Regions from separate parts of the Danio rerio genome. Here region 1 is linked to region 2. Evidence: chromatin contacts called from public HiChIP or PLAC-seq data. All regions are on one chromosome and are shown on one strand. The core of a region is the stretch at or near the end of the contact, and the rest is flanking DNA. Distances in the headings are between cores, read along the strand shown. Region 1 holds the start of hhipl1 (HHIP-like 1). Region 2 holds the start of sptlc2a (serine palmitoyltransferase, long chain base subunit 2a).

Evidence for each region. HiChIP or PLAC-seq counts read pairs in DNA pulled down with a chosen protein or histone mark.
Region 1: a contact with region 2 is called in an H3K4me3 HiChIP or PLAC-seq map of embryo, with 2.6 times the contacts expected there. The contact joins the promoter of hhipl1 here to the promoter of sptlc2a in region 2. A contact is called at or near these places in 1 of 18 Hi-C or Micro-C datasets (fibroblasts) and 1 of 4 datasets of contacts at active chromatin or transcription factors (embryo).

The regions. Positions count from the first base shown.
Region 1 is chr17:19,216,249-19,220,000 of GRCz12tu, reverse strand. hhipl1 (HHIP-like 1) reads left to right here and starts at 1,791. Exons shown (of 9, transcript NM_001327900.1): 1 at 1,791-2,136; 2 at 3,575-3,752. The coding sequence starts at 1,846. It also overlaps a transcript of ccdc85ca not described here.
Region 2 is chr17:19,071,019-19,075,063 of GRCz12tu, reverse strand. It overlaps sptlc2a (serine palmitoyltransferase, long chain base subunit 2a), which reads right to left and starts at 1,907. Exons shown (of 12, transcript NM_001020619.2): 1 at 1,646-1,907. The coding sequence starts at 1,765.

The DNA of each region.
Region 1 (3,752 bases), core at 542-3,041, 150 kb before region 2:
AAAGATGATTTAGAATTCAAAAATGTTTTAATAAATTAGTCTTATACTTCATATTATTCATAGCATATGTATTAATTCTGGTACTTTTACATGAAACTGATGTATCAACTATTTGGTAGTGGTTGATATTTCAGAAATTGAGGCATGTGTTAGAAAAAAATTCCATCCCAGCAGGAGGAGCTCAACCTGCGTTCTGTGGGTCCTAACACCCCAGTATAGTGAAGGGGACTCTATACTGCTCAGTACGCGCCGTCTTTTGGATGAGATGTTAAACCAAGGTCCTGACTCTCTGTGGTCATTAGAAATCCCATGATGTCCTTTGAAAAAGAGTAGGGGTTTAACCCCGGCATCCTGGCTAAATTTGCCCACTGGCCTCTGTCCATCATGGCCTCCTAACCATCCCCTTATCATAACTGACTTCATCACCCTGTCTCCTCTCCACCAATCAGCTGGTGTGTGGTGTGCGGTCTGGCGCAATATGGCTGCCGCCGCATTATGGAGGATGCTGCACACTGGTGGTGGATGAAGAGATTCCCCCCATTGTGTAAAGTGAGTGTCTAGAAAAGCGCTATATAAATGTAAGAAATTATTATTATTATTATTATTATTATTATTATTATTATTATTATTATTATTATTATTATTATTATTATTATTAAGAAATGCAATCCAAAAAATTTTTATTTGTAGGGCAGTTAAAGGGTAAACAGACATTGACCATGTATATTTATTGTTATTGAAGTCCTTTTTTTTTTCTTTTTTTTTTAATGTATGCATCCAAAGCCATTGATTTGCTGAGATTGACTTTACTTTCATTCCTTGTATATGTCCTCATTAAAAAAAGGACACAAACTCCACAATCTAGGCTATTAGGTCAGTAAATCTGGACCAAAGTATTTTATCAAATTGAAGTGAATATATTTAACAAATGCAGTTTGAAATTACCATTACCATTATCAGTTGTGCACATCAAACATAAGGAAACCATTTTTCAACAAAACAAGAGTTCTGAATAAAAAATAAACTGAACAAAGTGAGGATGTCCAAGTTTTTGAAATATTACTGGTAAACTGATTGCATAACAGCAAAAACAGATGGAAGAAAGATTATCGTTTAGTTTCCGTACATTCATAGCCAGTGTGCTACCCAGACTCATTGTGCTTTCATTATTAGTGGGTTTTGTAGCCTAGAAAATAATAACAATAATCATAACAATAGACATTAATCATATTTTCTCTTTAAATTGTCATGTTAATGCAATAAAAACTTATTAAAATTAGTGCTGCCATGCTCTTTTCATAAATGTATCTGCACCCAAAAAGCACATTCCAGTGAACTACTTTGAACCATATTTTAAAGCAATCCGACATTCATTTACTTCTTTGAAGACTTTTGAAATTCGTAAGTTTTGACACGTGTTAACATTTTACGTGAATGTAAAGCATGTTTTGAGTCTATAAAAATGAGCTTAAAGGGTTACAAAACCCAAAAACCCGCGGAAAGCTTTTTTGTCGTTTCTAATGGCAACTGCCGCATAACAACGCTTGCTAGACATGAATTACAGTCGGAGAATTGCGGCTTGGACCTGTATGTGTGTCTCACATCTGCTCAGGATGTAAGACATGACGTCTCGAAAGTCAAATGTGAAGGAGATGGTTTAGTTTTAGATTTGCAAGGTCGCTACACAGTAAATAGGACGTGAATTTGTTTGGTAATGGTTGATCATTAAAATCAGGGCAAAGTGCACGACTACATAAGTCAGTGAGGACACGCGTCGAGAAGACTATCCTCTTGCATAACTTTTACTTCCATGTATCTGAAGTTGGCAGCCAGGCTTTGAGCGTTATGTGGTATTTTTGCGACGTTTTTGGCCGTATATGGCAACCGCCGTTTATTTTATTTTATTTGTCTGCGTTTTGGATCGCACCTGCGATCCTGCATCCGCAATGTTTGGATTTTAAACCCCCCTTTCAGCCTCAACAGGAGCTTCAGTTTTGTCAAATGTATAAAAACTTTGGATGCTGTGACTATGCAAGAGACCAAGAACTGATGAAAAAATACTATCGGGTAATGGATAACTTTGATTATTATGGATATTCGAACTGTGCCTCGTACGTGCAGGATCTGCTGTGTCAGGTATGTTCAGTCTAAATCACAAAGTGTTCCGTTTTCTATGTAATGTACGTACTCAACCCGTTGCATGTCTGCCTCTCAACACGTACCGCAGCCATAAATAGTCAACAATGATGTCCAACACTGTCAGCCTTGCAAACTGAAACACAGAAATAGGGCAAATGACGTCACTAGGGCACTATTTTGACCACTGTTAACAAAATCTGAAACTAAAGTATATTGAAATGTGCATTTATATATCTACATCTATCTATCCCCTTTGGTTTCTTTTTCGTTTTTAAATATTTCCAACATGATGTTTAACATAGCAAGGAAATTTTCAGTGTGTCGGATAATATTTTTTTCTTCTGGAGAAAGTCTTATTTGTTTTATTTCGGCTAGAATAAAAGCAGTTTTTTTATTATTATTTTTATAATTTTAAGGTCAAAATTAATAGCCCCTTTAAGCTAAGTTTTTTTTCTTATTCTACAGAATAAACCATCGTTATACAATAACTTCACTAATTACCCTATCTTGCCTAGTAAACCTAATTCACCTAGTTAAGCCTTTAAATGTCACTAGCTGTATAGGAGTTTCTTGAAAAATATCTAGTCAAATATTATTTACTGTCATCATGGCAAAGATGAAATAAATCAGTTATTTGAAATGAGTTATTAAAACCATTATGTTAAGAAATATGTAGGAAAAAAAATCTGCTCTCCGTTAAACAGAAATTTAGAAAAAAATAATACACAGGGGGGCAAATAATTCTTACTTCAACTATGTATATATAAGTGTACAATCTTAAAAATAAAGCTATGAGAGCTGTCACAGGTTTTTTTTTTTTTACTTTTTTGGTACTAATATATACCCTTGAGGTATTAATATGGACCTTTTATGTACAAATTTGTACCTTTTGTAAAGGTACCACCCCAGTGACAGATCACGTACCTTTATTTCTGAGAGTGTAGTATCTTGCGCTGATGACATCATTTGGAGCAAAGTATTCATCATCACCACAACGAAAGGAACATTTTTCATAAAAACCTACTTTTAAAGGATAATGTTTTTAGTAGAAATATATATATTTTTTTTATATTTAGTAACTGTTTTAATTTTTGCATTCAATGACATTGCAATGTGAGCGATATCTTAGGGAATATTGTTTATGTTAATGTCTTGAATTCATTACTTGAGTCATTTGTCTTTTTAAAAGACAGTCTTAACATAGAGTCTATGTTTTGCAACTGGTAGCTTACGTAATTAAGCTATAGGGGGTCAAATAGGGACTTCTGGGGTTACTTCTACCCCAATGCAGAGTGGTTTGCTGTAAACACTACCTTGAGGTTTAAGTGGTTGTGGTCTTTCAGAGTGTTGCATGTGGAAAGGCAGACATGACTAGTCAAGTACATTGTTTAAGAGTGGCACAATTCAGTTCCATCCCCCCTCTGTTTGTCTTCAGGAATGTTCTCCATATGCTGCTCACTTGTTTGATGCCGAAGACCCCAGTACGCCTTTACGGACAATACCTGGACTCTGTCCAGACTACTGCGCTCAATTCCATTCCAAGTGCAGGTCTTTTCTTACCTTATTGTCTGACGATCCACGTCTTGCAGAACTTGAGCATGACCAACGCAAGC
Region 2 (4,045 bases), core at 658-3,157:
AGAGTCATTTCACAAGATTTCAACATCTTAAAAGAGGAAAAACGTTAGTCACTGCATACAAATAGAAACTCAATCTTTGTCATGATGACCAAAACAAAAATTTGGTTTAACTTAAAGAAACTACTACAGGCAAATATTACAAATTAATCCCTGGTTTGGTCAAAACTAAAGGCGTTATTTGCTTCAGTTGTTGCTTCTGTTTTGTTGTACAGTATAATTGGCAGTGGTGTAAAGTAACAAATTACAAATACTTAAATTACTGTAATTAAGTAGTTTTTCTGAGGAATTGTAGTTTTAAAAATGTGTACTTTTACTTTCCCTTGAGTACATCTTCAGTGCTGTATCGGTACTTTTACTTCACTTTCTTTCAACCTGCAGACACTATTTTATTTATTCTTGTCTGTAAGGATTGGCGAAGTATAAAAATTAGTTGTGCGATTTCTGTCCAGTCAAATTGCACATAGAAAGCATCACCGTATTGTAATTACTGCGCAAATGTTTTTTTTTTTAAATGTCTGTCTAAAAAAAACTTTACTTTTTGCCCTTTAAACACAATATATTTTATTTTGTGAAAGATTTAAAAATTTTTGGAGCAGTAAACATGTCAGGCTAAATAATGATAATGAATCATTAAATTCTGCTGTTCATTAGTTTCAAAAACACAGATTTAAATTTAAAACGGCATCTTTGGATATATTTTCTGCTGGATATACTGTTGTTGTTGTTGTTGTTGTTGTTTTTTATGTAAATGTAAATAAAAAAAATCTTACTCATACCTTAGGATTGGTATTACAGGAAATTGTAGAGGTTTCAAAACCTTGACTTTTTCCAATTGGCGGTATACCTTGAAAACGGTTATCATGAAATCCCTATACAGGAGCGCTTTATAAATGCAGCAAACCGCTTGGAAGCATTAAGTGCCCAAGAAGATGTCAGAAATCTTGCACAAAATGCACTACAGAATGTTACGTTTACACACATGCACAAATTGCATGTAAACATATCAGCTTTTCACAGCGCATTACTCAATAATCACTACTCTTGAGTACTTTAAAAGGGGCTACTTCTTACTCATACTTTGAGTAATATTGACAACAGATACTTTTACTCTACTTGCACTATATTTTAAGGCAAGTAAAGGTACTTTAACTCGAGTATGATTTTTAAGTACTCATTCACACCCTTTCAATATTTACAGATTCACCAAGTACTGGGTGCTAAACAAAAGATGTTAAGCTGCCAATATCTTGACTTCTTATTGCATTTGCCTTGCATTAACGCAAAGACAGCATGAGGTTGCATATTAACTTTCTGGTTCAACAAACACAGTTGAGTTTCCACTTGTAGCAGTATCATTAGCTGGATCTTATCTGATTTTATAGGGCTGATAAAAAGATATTACGAGGAAAAAGTCTGCATATCATCCGTCTGTCAAACTTTACTTTTCCACATGTGATCATGCCATAAACAGTGAAACTGCACGCCATGCACTAACGGAGCACCATTCAGTATTGAGACCAGCTGCCGTTTGCTTTATGATGCCATGCATCATCATCACCATTATTACCTTCCAACAAAACGCACATGCAGTGTGGAAAATTAAACGTGCACTACTCAGAAATCTCAGCGGATGATGTGGCCTCACCTTCTCCTGCTTTTGATACTGAAGATGGTGATGATGGTTCTTCACCATGCCATTTCTTCCTGGTTTCACACCATTGGCTGCATGACAATCCTCAGTTTTAGTCCCCGCGCTTTCAGTCATACTTATCCAAGACTAAACACACATACAATCAAATGCATGAAGACGGAAAGATGGAAATGAGCCGCGTTCAGGGCGACGCGCGTCCCCGCTACCCCAAACACCACAAGAGAGAAACCTGAAATTCCAGCCTCCGCATACCGGAAATCGACGCCCCGTTACTCGCGCCAGCCAATCGGAGCGTGGAGTTGAGATCATGGGCGTGACTCGTGTATAAAAGGGCGTGGCGGATGAGAGCGCTTCAGCTGCTGAGAGGAATGAACTCTAATAACCTCAGGGTGTTTCACCTGTGTCTGAATAACTGACTGACTCTGCATTGCTCAAATACTCTACTGATGCTTGAACTTGAAATCAAATCTGATTAGCTATAATCTGCGAACACTTTTACGCTTGGGTTACAAAAGCACGAGGAAGCAGCATCTCATAGACATGATCAAGACTGCATCCGTTTCCTCTTTTTTTTATTGTTTTGTTAATATTCCTGTAACGCAACTTTTCCATGTATGAGTATTTAAAAGTTAATAGATGACAATAAGGTATGTATGTATGTATGCATGTATACAAGTATGTATGTATGTATGTATGTATGTATGTATGTATCTATGTATGTACAGTTAAAGTCAGAATTATTAGCCCCCCTTTGATTTTTTTTCTTTTCTAAATATTTCCTAAATTATGTTTAACAGAGCAAGAAAATGGTCACAGTATGTCTGATAATATGTTTTTTCTTCTGGAGAAAATCTTATTTATTTTATTTCGGCTAGAATAAAAGCAGTTATTAATTTTTTTAAATCATTTAAGGATCAAAATTATTAGCCCCTTTAAGCTATATTTTTTTTCGATGGACTACTGAACAAACCATCATTATACAATAACTTGCCTAATTATCCTAACTTGCCTAGTTAACCTAATTAACCTAGTTAAGCCTTTAAATGTCACTTTAAGCTGTATAGAAGTGTCTAAAACAATATCCAGTAAAAAATATTTACTGTCATCAGGGCAAAGATAAAAAAAAAGTTATTAGAGATGAGTTATTAAAACTATTGTGTTTAGAAATGTGTTGGGAAAAAAGCTTCTTTTCGCTATACAGAAATTGGGGAAAGAAAATAAATAGGAGGGCTAATAATTCAAGGCGGCTAATCATTTTGACTTTAACTGTATGTATGTATGTATGTAGTGCTCAGCCTATATAACTACACCCCTCACAAATCAATCTTTTAAATTCATATTTTTAATAGGAAGCTATACAATATTTGTGAATATTCATTTGATCAGTCAGTACTGAAGCCAAATCTAGAGCTAATCTAACAAAATAGCTATCGATAATGTAACCCCACCGGTCCTACACCACCCAACCCGCCCCAAACTGGGATCGTACCGGTGACTGTCCGCATGGGAGTCGGTTGCTCTAACAAGGAGACTAAAGACCATGGCCTCTAGCGTCTATCGCTAGAGCACCTTTAGAGGTCAGAGGAGTGAGGTTTACCTGCACAGCACCTACTAGCTGGCCTCCATTACACTCACCCCCTTAAACCTCACTCCCATCCGGGTCACAGCACCATTGTTTTCCCCGCCGGTCCTACGCCACCCAACCCGCCCCAAACTGGGATCAAACCAGCGACCTGCCGCATGGGAGTCGGTTGCTCTAACAAGGAGGCTAAAGACCATGGCCTCGAGCATCCATCGCTAGAGCACCTTTAGAGGTCAGAGGAGTGAGGTTTACCTGCACAGCACCTACTAGCTGGCCTCCATTACAATAACGGTCCAAAAACTAGTACACCCAAATTTATATGTTATAGAAAAATATTAAATACAAATTTAAAATAGGAAAAGTCAAGAGAAGCAAAAAAAGTGAAAGATTTAGTTGAAAGTTTGCAGGTATTAATATATATATGAAAAAAAAAAAAATATATATATATATATATATATATATATATATATATATATATATATATATATATATATATATATATATATATATATATATATATATATATATATATGTTTGATAAATCTGTTTTGTTTAGATGCACCAAAATGCATTGCCTATACATTAGCTGAGAAATAGATACAAATAATCATTTTCAAAATGGGGTGTATTCCATTCAGTTTCTAATGTAAATATTATTTTTCTTTAAATCCAAATCATCATTATTAATTATATTGTACAGCATTAAAAAATACGGGACACCTGATACTCAAGCGAATATTTCCTGTTTGTGAATGTCAGTTTTAAACATTAAGTATATATTAAAATCTAGGACACAAAAAATAAAAATATTC